2 separate regions of the Gossypium hirsutum genome follow, and region 1 is linked to region 2. The links are chromatin contacts, called in public Hi-C maps. All regions are on one chromosome and are shown on one strand. Each heading gives the region's core, a stretch centred on a gene start, on an enhancer-like site or on the middle of the called end of the contact. The rest is flanking DNA. Distances are from core to core; before and after follow the strand shown.

Region 1 (5,284 bases), core at 1,602-4,101, 250 kb after region 2:
ATATTCCATACAATAGCACTACAGTATTATAACTCTATTGGATTTACTAAAGAAATGATTATTCATACAGATAGCTTAAACCCTAAACCACCTTGGTTTGGCTATATCATGCATCCATATTTCAACACATACATCCGTACATAGATGCATGCATGCATAAGTACATAGTCACAAGTGAACTAATATGTGTGTTCTGCTTGGTTTAGAATATGTAATTTGGTGGATCAAAGGAATCATTTAGTTACTGAAGTGAGTTGATATCATCGGCTATGTTGAGTGCATCGCTAGCCGCCCCATATAGCCCCCTTCTCGACAGACCAACGCAGTACAAGCCATTCTTTCCTTTCCAATGGTTTGGGAAACTCAGCTTGGAAATCCCATCATCATTCAGCAGGTAATCATCTCCCTGTTTCAGTTTATTATAGTAAAGCGCAGTTAGTTTGATGTTGTGGTTTGAGAAGGGAAAACACAGGGTATGATATGTTACCTTAAGCCAGACATTAGTGGAGCGCTTGAAGCCAGTGCAGAAGACGATTGTGTCGAAGGGATGCGTTGTGCCGTTCTCGAACACCACCTCGTTGCCTCTTATGCTACATATAGACGGCAACACCTGAAAAATATTATGCATTTTTGGATTATTTGAAAACCAAATATCTAAGCGAAACAAGATGCCGTAATTGGGCCCGGCCGGGGGCAGTCAATTTTTTTATTAAAAATTTCAGTCAAGCTCATATCAAATTTTCCCCTTTTGAAAATTTTACCAAAGTCTCTTTTATTTTTATAATTATTTTAATATTTTTAATTAGAATTTTTAGCTTTTAAAAGATTTTATAAAATATAATATTATTTTTATACAATGATTAAAACTACCCATAAGTCCTCTCAAGTCATGTTCTCTTATACTAGTGACGATGTCAATATCAATTGAGTTAAGGCTCAATCAACATAAAAAAAATATATTATAATATAAAAAAATGCAACTTTTGGGAGAAATGATTGTATGAAACTGTAATTCCACGTTATATTTATCCATTTTCAATAGGAGAATGATAAATCAAATTTTTCCTCTTAATTTTTAGCTTTTTTTTCTCCTTAAAAAAATTCAAATCTAACAAAAAAATATTAAAAATCAAAAAAAAATTTTGATTTGTTATTTTCTATTAAAAAAGAATAGAGATAACATAGAATTATAATTTTATACAATCTTTTAGAAGTTTTTAGGATAATTAATTTGTATTTTTTAAAATTGAGATGGGGACAAAAAATAATATAAAACTCATGTCACAATCGGTTATGATTGACCAAAGCAGTGAATAAATAAAGGGTAAAAGAGAGTTGAAAATGTAACAGAGATTCTTAGGTTTTAAGGAAATTAAGAAAGGCCTTTGTTAATTGCAAATGACATCACCAACTTTTTTTGTTCACGTTATTGTTACAAACCCTCGTACCCTCATTTCCTTTTTTCCTTCAAGAATACCAATCAATCGGTTATATTATCAATTTTCAGTTCGATTGATTTGACCATATGTACAACAATAATTAAAAATTCATTTTTTTTAATGGAAGTTGTAACATAGTAATTGGTAGAGAAAATGACAATAATATTACCCGAATCTCCTGGGACTTGATCTTCTTACATGTACCAATATCAGTAATAGGGTATTTTCCATAGGCAGCTTTCATGAAAAATGGACCTTCCTTGGGCCTGTAGATTCCGTACTTGGACAAGTCCCCATAAACAAGCTTGCTAAGCATCACCATTAACGAGTCCACCAAGTTTACCCGTATATACTTCACCAAAATTAACCCCAAGTAAATCATATCCCTTGAAAGAACGTGAACCTGCAAAACATATCAACCATTGCAAGTAATTTAACCGGTTTCATCACTTCAACCATTACAAACAACTACAAGTTAAATATGGTTTTAGTCCTTGGTAATGATTTGATATCAAGGCAAGTCATTAGTTGACCCCTTCACATTATTTAATATTTTAGTTTTAATAAAATCATTAGCAAGTTGAAGATACAACTTCCATCACAAAAAGATTTATATCAACATTATTTGAAAAAAATAATCCTATTAATTTATTAGAATAATTAATAAAATTATAAATTATGTGAAATTCGAGGACTATGGAACCAAAGTTCAACTTGTTAATTACCGGGCTTCGAACAACTAAAGAAGTTTGGGCACCATGATTGGCAAGGTCAAAAGCGATCTCCATGCCCGAATTCCCCGACCCCACAACCAAAACCTTCTGGTTTTGAAACGCCTTCCCATTTCTGAACCGCGTCGAATGAAGAACATCGCCGGGGAAAGTATTAAGCCCTTCAATCACCGGCGTAAAAGGGTCGCTCGTTTCACCGCTAGCCACCACCAAGAACCTCCCTTCCAACTCCTCCACCTCGCCAGAACCCAAGTTCCTGGCCTTAACAATCCATTTCCCGGTCTCTCCGTCGAACTCTGCTGACTCGACGGTCCGACGGTACAAAGGGCTGATCTTAAAACGAGAAACGTAGTCGTCTAAGTAGCTTACGAACTGTTGTCTGGAGACGAAACGTGGGTAAGAGTCGGGGAAGGGCATGTGAGGGAGCACGCAGAATTGCTTGTCTAAGTGAAGGTGGAGACGGTCGTAGGCGTATTTCTTCCACAGAGAAGCGATACAGTCTTCTCTTTCAAGGATTATGTATGGGATTGAGTGGTGGTTAAGGCAAGCCGCCATGGCCAGCCCCGAAGGGCCCGCTCCGACGATAATGACCTGTTCTTTTTGCATCCCCGACGATAATGACCGGCTATGTAGTAGCGCGATATCAAGCAGAATGGGTCGCTGCCTTGGGGATGGAAACACAGCTGTGGGCAGATATTTATACTATTATAGTACCACATTGTTTATTGAGAAATTATTTGTTACGGTTGGAGATTTTAGATTGAAGATCAAGGGTTGATAAATGTGGTTAAAGATAATAGTAAACTATTTAAAAAATAGAAGTATATGATAATTTTTTAAGATTATTTTATCACTGATTAATAGTGGCAGTTTTTAAAATTGACATAATAATTTTAATCATTAATATTTATATTTTGTAGTAATTTAGCGTTTATTTTAAAAAACTTAACTCTTAATTTTTACACAGAGTAATTTGGGTGACCAAAAAAAATAAATTTAAAAAATTCGATAACTATTTTGTAACTTTTTATAGTTATGTGACAAACAAATTAAGTGAAAATTAGTAAAATTTACCTTTTATAAAATTGTTTCTTAAAGATTTATAAAATTGTTATTGGACAAATGGGTTTAATGATTTTAGTTATTCTAATACGTGTTCATTTAAAGATTTTATATAAAAAGATAAAAATCTTTATATAAAAATATGTTTTAAGCTTTTTTTAACTATAAATTGATATTGATTAACTCATGACATTAATTTAATTAAGAGTATTTTAAGAATATTAAATTAAAAATTTATATTATAAATTTACAAGAAAGATTAATATGGCTTTAGCTATAATAATAAAAGTTGATGTAATGAAGATATTATAATTTGTAAGTATTTTTCAAAAGTTGATATAAAAATATAAAATGATGGAAATGATATATATTTTTAATTACTCATAAAGATGTGTTGTTAATTTGCAGTGATTACACGTAGTGACTTGAGATTTGACTTGCGGTGCTTTTAAATTAGGAAACTTATTTACCTATGCTCTTAGGATATACACACTTTCATTTGGATTATACTATCTTCTTGTAAAACCAATATTAATAACATCAAAATAAAATAAATTTTATTCATTAAATACAAAATTTGGTACCAATTAAACAAAATATACGAATATTAGGTGTACACATAGATTAGTTTGGCACCGACACCTTCCCCAATTTGAGGATAAATTACAAACCTAAAAAATTATAATTATTCCATTAATTATATTTAAGATTAAATTCTTATCAAGTAAGAATAAATTTAAAATTAAAATATAACTCACACATGATAATATTTAAATTATAATAAATTTTTAAAAAAAATTTATATGTGTTTTACACAAAGAGTGGATCTTAATTTGGGATTTCAAAATTCTAAACATCTTAACCCTACTATTAAATTAAAGTTTCATTCATAAAATTAGTTACCATTAATAAAAGGGATAAAATTCAAAATTACGCATGAATTGTTGTCTAATATGTAATGTTATAAATGATTTTTTGGTGAATATATTTTTTATTTTAAAATATCATATTAGTGAACTTATTAGAAAATTTAAATAGAATTAACAATTAAACTTAAAATTTAAAATATAAAAAAATTAAATTTCAAATATACAAAAAAAAATAAGTACTTAAAAGCATATTTTAAGCTATTATATATAATATCTATTTTAGTTACACCTAGGACATTGTTGTATGAATCTCATAGATTAGATTTTTTTTTAAAATTTTATATAAAAAATTAATTATAAGTGAATATGGTGTGATAGTTATTACAATAAATCATAATTTTCGATTTTAATGTCGTAAAAATATAAATTTTGTATTCAAATAAGAAAAAAAACATCTACTCATACTATTATTATTTAAAAATTTTACTTAATTTCTATGATGAATTAATCCCAAATTTATTTAAAAATATAATTATTTTATATATTGTTGCTGGAGTAAAAAAAAATCTATCTAAATTGATGTCATTTGTTTGTAGAGTATAATAAAATAATAATTAAAAAAAACGCTTGGCATTAGTTTATATATACTTGTTGAATTTTTTACTCTATTAATATTAGACAGAATAATTACTCTACTAAAAAGTTATTATTTATACCAAACAACAAATAATATTTAAAAATATTTTTATCTGAAATAAATATTATTTTTAAAGATATTTTTATTTTTTATATAAAATCTAAAAGGTACATGCATATAATAAAATTTGAATTCGACTTTGATTTCTTCAATTTTATTATTTCAACTAAAAATATATTTAATTTTTATATAAATATTCCGTAGAGGGATAATTTAGATATAAATTCTTGGATTTAACCTTAAAATTATAAAACATTTGAAGATATTTGCAGTTGCTTTTCCAACCATACAACTTTTTAGGGACGTCTATGCCACACACGGCAGATTATTTTATGCTGTTGTTATCGATGCTTTTATTTTTATTTTTTTAAAAGGTTTAAATGATGAATTAATATTTAAATTATACCTTTTTCGAATTTTATTTTGCTTTTTTTTTCTTTGGGATTGAAGTGATATTTAAATTATCATCTTCGGTTAAAAGTTTTC
Region 2 (5,596 bases), core at 1,505-4,004:
GCAGCAAATGGAAATCCGCGATACGCTTCACGAATGGAAGGCTCTTTGTCCTATCTAAATGATTCTTCAGTGTCCTCATTGTCACGAGGTTGTTCCGGTTCTCAATAGGAAAGGTTGATGAAAGAGGTCCCTGCATCGAAAGAAACCATTCATTTGCATTTCAGAGTAAGTTCTCAAGTAAAGCACAGGTCCAACTCCACCCTGAGAAATAAAAACATAATAACAACCACTTGTATTTATTGTAAGACTAGTAGCAAACATAGGTGGACTTCGTTAAGCCACATACAAGTCTGCAAGCAGAAAATGACAGTCGATGATGTTTTTCAGGAGCCTTATACTCTAATATTAGCTCTGCACATAGTTACAAGCCTAACAAGGGTGATTTCACTTGTTTCAAAAGTGATTGCCCGGTGTGGTGCAAGGCATCAATCTCAGACTGACAACAATCAAGACCAGACAATCATGTCTACTTCCAAACTTAAATACTAACTATAGAGCAGCAATACACGAAATTTAATGGCTAGAGGACAAAAAGAGCTGAGCATTATATTCATGGTTATCAGATAATCAAGTATCCAATAGCGTCTCAGACAATGTTAAGGTTTCGTCCAACAAATGCAATGCAGGTGGGAGGTCAATTCATTGGATATCATCGACCTTATAACTATAGAGGCTAACTACAACATACATTATAAAAGAAACTAGATATATTGAACCTATTGGTTCTACTTTGCAAAAATACTACCCCATTACCAAAGTCAAAAACAACTTCCAACTTTCCACTAACCTTAGATCTAACCTGAGTTTCTAACGTCAACCAGACTTGAATAGTCGAATCTAGATAGAATAACTGATTAATCATATAATCCATAACTGATTACTCATATAATCCAACCTAAATGTGAAGGCAAACCGGCAGCAGGAGCTGAAACAATCTATAATTTTAAGGGAAGACCCCTACCACCATCACATACAAAAATCAATCTTTCTTATGTATATGGTAAGAACTAAAATAAAAGAAAGATGTAATAAAATACTACATTGAAACTTCTCCCTCATGCCCCTTCAATTCCGAGAGGCCATTTAAAAATAACATCAGTGTGGCTTTACATTAACTATATATGGTACTTCCTTCTTCACATACACAAACCATGTGCAGAAAAGCTAGTTTTGATAATGTTATGTGTGGCTCCTCTCTCCCTACTCACATTCCTTTATGCCACATTTTTAAACTACTTACATCCAGCATTATTTGCCTTAGCTGAATCATTAACAACCCTTAGCACCCATGACAAATTGAGCAAGCAATTCAACAGCTAAAATTATAGTGAAAATGCAAACTTCACATGCAGCATTCACACCTTGGAGATCAATAGGTTAATCATAAACACAAGTATTAACCATAAAAAGCAACTAATTCAACAACATGAATTGGTTAATATCAGTTAATGAATAAAGAATTATCACCTGATGGTCGATAATCTTAACCACCACCAAGAAGAAATCATTATCAACCTCCTTAACATCCTTCCCACCTACGACGACTTCTTTCTTCATCTTGGAAAGCTTTGGATCATCGTCTTCCCCGAACTCGGTCACGAACCATCCTTCCTTAAATAACTTAACACACATATCACTCATTTGGAAAGCTTCAAAATGTACATCGGCATCCCCATCTTCAGTGGCTTCCAGCTTCACCACAACAGTCACCCACTCCTTCAGCCTACTCTCAGCGTGAAGCTCAGCCGCCTGTAGAACCTCCTTGTTGGAAAAGTTATAGTCCTTTTTGTCCTGCATTATCGTCTGGGTAAAAATAAACCCTACCCTCTTCCTACCTAAACCAGCAGCAATGGCATCAACCAATTTCTCTTCTTCGGGATCCCTCAAGAGAATCAAATCATCTTCCATCCCTTGCTGAGGCGGCTCGTAAATGAAATCGACTTCCACCCTACCTTCTTCGGAGACGGTGCCGTACATAAAGCCGCCGCGTTTCACGGCGAACACCAGCGTTTCGTTGACGTACCGCTGGAAAGCATTGGCGGAATCGCGGTCGAAGGAAACCGAATCGCAGTGAGGCGATTCCTGGCGGGTGATCCGTGTCTGCTTAGCGATGAGGTCGTCCATCGTCATCTTACGCCCGAAGGATCCGGCGGGACAGACGGGGGGTCCGCCGCGGACGGTGCGTTCACCCTGGTAGTAGAGGAAAACGACGGAGCCGTGGGAGAGGTTCAAGGAGGAGAGGGGACGGGAGGGGTCGGACATGTCGGTGAAACGGAGAAGATCGGCGGGGGTTTTAGCCAAGAGAAGATTGCGATCGGTGGAAAGGGTTTGGTTATGAATGGGGATTTGGAATTGGGATTCGATTAAGGCTTTCAATTGGGAGATTGAAACATGAGGACCGCCGACCTGGACACGTTCCAGGCCGTCTCGGCTGCGGATTCTGAGCAACATCTTGGGGTGGAGACGGCGGCGTTTATGAATGCTGGAAATCTTGATTAGAATTGAAAGTTTTAGGAAGATTTAGTTACTTTTTATAATGGAGAAGAAAAGAGTCAGTGTTGGAGAGAACAAGTTCTTGGAGTGGCAGAGTTGAGTTGGAACTTGGAGGAAAAGCTAACAAGTACTTGGATCGCTTGCCGTGGGAGACCACGACTAGGACACGAAAGAGATATATTTACTCCAGGATTAACTTTCTTTTTAGTCCTCCTTTCAACCTCTACAAATTATTTACTGTTGCAACACTAAAACGTCAACGTTCTCAACTCAACAATGAACTCCTAATAATTTGAGCTCGAAAAAGTTTAAGCCCATTATACATTTAAACTCAAAAAAATTTGAACGCTCAAACCTAAAATAAATTTGAACCAAAACTTGAAAAAGCTAGAATTTATAATTGTAAGACGATAATAAATATTAATAATTAATATAATTATATAAAAATTATTTATTTTATAAAAATATAATCCTAAGCATTACATATTTATATTAAAATTTTATTAATAAAAAAATAATTAATAATATATAATATATAATAATTAAAAGATTTTGTATTACTATTATGCTATGTGATATAGTATTACTTAATGTAATAATATATATTAAAACTATTAATACATATATTTAACTATTAATTGGTCATTGTATCAAAAAGCAACTATTAATTGGTCTAAAATCAAAATCAAAGTTATTAATTGATTTGCTTGAATTGATTCAATCTGATCGGTTAAATCAATTTTAAAAGCTAACTATAATAGATGATATACTATTTACATAATATATATATATAACTATTACTAAAACTATTATGTTATGTTTGGTTGAAGTATTATTGCATCCACATATTTTAGTTATTGGTTAGCTAAAAATTTAATCACAATTGATAATTTTTAGCCACTCATATGACTTGTTTGTGCCAAACAAAAAAGAAAACTTTTCACTTATTTTAAAGAGGTTTTATTTTCTACAATGAGTTTTTACTCATCTTTCTAATTGCATGTTTAAATTCGTAATAATTATTCTTTCTTTTATGTCTAACTACTTTAGAACATATGTGTTAAATAAGCTTTTTTTCGTGTTATTACACTAGTAACCAAAAGTAGCATTAATATATATAATTCTCCAGACAATTAATATTTTAGCAATTTGGCCATTAAATTTATCAATATAGTTGCATTTATCATGAATATAAAGTTTCAAATAAATTTTAAATATTTATAATATAGATAGAAAAATACTATCTTTATTAATACATATATTCAACAATTGGTATAATGATTACATTTTATTAATTATCAATAATACAATTACAATGGATTATAGTATGATAATATAGCGTAAGTATCAATAATTATGTGTAATTTAGTATATAACACATGTCTAAAATTAATAATACACAAAATATTATCAAAATTTGAATATCTTAAAAAATTATTTTTATTACAAGAGTGATTCCAAAGCCTAAAAACAAAAATCAGAGGATCAATCAACAACTTAAACAAAACAATTCACATAAGAACAACAATCAACCCAACATGTCAAAAGCTTCAATGCAAACCCCCATAGAAAACTAACACTTACTAACGAATCAAAAACAATTACTTGAACTTAGACTACTAGAGGAACATTTCTCCCAAGACCTTTGCCTAACAAACCCCCCCAATCACACAACTAATGGAAATTTAGACAAACAAAAATAATTTCTAACTTTGAAGAACAACAACGAAATTTCACTAAAACAAAATAGAATAATGACAGAAATTATGTAACAACCTTTCAAACGATGCAACGAACAATGCAGAATTCCCAATTAAACCTGGTAACAATTTACGGGAGCAAGCAAAAAGAAAAGAAAATAAAGGTGAAAGAAGAAAAGAAAAGAACAAAATAAGAAAAAGGAAAAAAGGTTAAAGAACATGGTTTTTAAAACAACAAAAACTAATAGGCTTTTACCAAGTAGCATAAAAATATTTCCTTAACGCATGCACAGAGATTCGAACACGGAACAAGAAAGTATACAGAAGCTTAACCATTAAATCAACAGGCTCATTCTTGACACAAATTAACGTCGAAATAGACTTAAGTCAAACGTTCAACACTAAGGGTCAAGTCAAAGAAAATAACAAAATTTCTAACAGTGAGGTTTGAACCCCTGACCTCTAACATACAAATAGAGCACTTAGCCACGGATACCGAGATTTAATTATGTCAAAAATTAACAAACAACACTCAAATTTTTGGGGCGTTACAACTCTCTCCCCTTAAAAGAAATTACGACCTCAAAATTTACTGACTCAAATAGATACGAGTATTTCTGACGAATCAAATCCTCAGATTCCCAAATGGCTTCCTCAGTGCCATGATTCCGCCACAGAACCTTAACCAAAGGAACGATCTTCCTCCTCAAAACCTTGATGTCTCGATTCAGAATCTAAACAGACTCTTCTTCAAAAGTCAAATCTGGTCGTACCTCAATCTCTTCAACCGGAACAATGTGAGACGGATTAGACCGATACTGTCTCAACATAGAGACGTGGAACACATCATAAATTTTATCCAACTCAGGAGGTAGCTCTAGCTGATAGGCGATAGGTCCGGTACATTTTAGAATACAGTAAGGTCCAATGAACCTCGAGCTCAACTTGCCCTTACATCAGAACCAAAGAACTTTTTTCGACAAAAAAATTTTAGAAATACTTGATCACCCACAGAATACTCAATATCTCACCGTTTTACATCTGTATATAATTTCTACTGGTCGAAAGCTGTCTTAAGACGATTACGAATCAATCTAACCGTATTCTCAGTCTTAGATACTAGTTCAGGACCTAGAACCCGACGCTCACTTAACTCATTCTAACACATAGGGATACGAAACTTATGACCATACGCGAACTCAGCCAACGACAGATACTCCTCCCAACTACCTCGGAAGTCGATTAAACAATTCCGCAGCATATTCTCCAAAATCTGAATGACTCACTCAGACTGTCCATCAGTTTGAGGATGATATGCTATCTTGAAATCCAATCAAGTTCCTAAGGCTTCGTGAAGCTTCTTCTAGAAGCGAGAAGTAAAACATGGGTTTTTGTTAGAGATG

What was found. Hi-C and Micro-C count contacts between places; a contact is called where the count stands out from the background.
Region 1: a Hi-C map of leaf shows a contact between it and region 2, with 1.9 times the contacts expected there. The contact joins the promoter of LOC121204573 here to the promoter of LOC107947875 in region 2. A contact is called at or near these places in 7 of 34 Hi-C or Micro-C datasets (callus, leaf and petal).

The regions. Positions count from the first base shown.
Region 1 is chrA08:93,103,137-93,108,420 of Gossypium_hirsutum_v2.1, forward strand. It overlaps LOC121204573 (probable indole-3-pyruvate monooxygenase YUCCA10), which reads right to left and starts at 2,852. Exons shown (of 4, transcript XM_041074651.1): 1 at 2,165-2,852; 2 at 1,609-1,842; 3 at 488-610; 4 at 25-406. The coding sequence starts at 2,776. The coding sequence ends at 242.
Region 2 is chrA08:92,852,996-92,858,591 of Gossypium_hirsutum_v2.1, forward strand. LOC107947875 (NPL4-like protein 1) reads right to left here and starts at 2,755. Exons shown (of 2, transcript XM_016882384.2): 1 at 1,468-2,755; 2 at 1-130. The coding sequence starts at 2,451.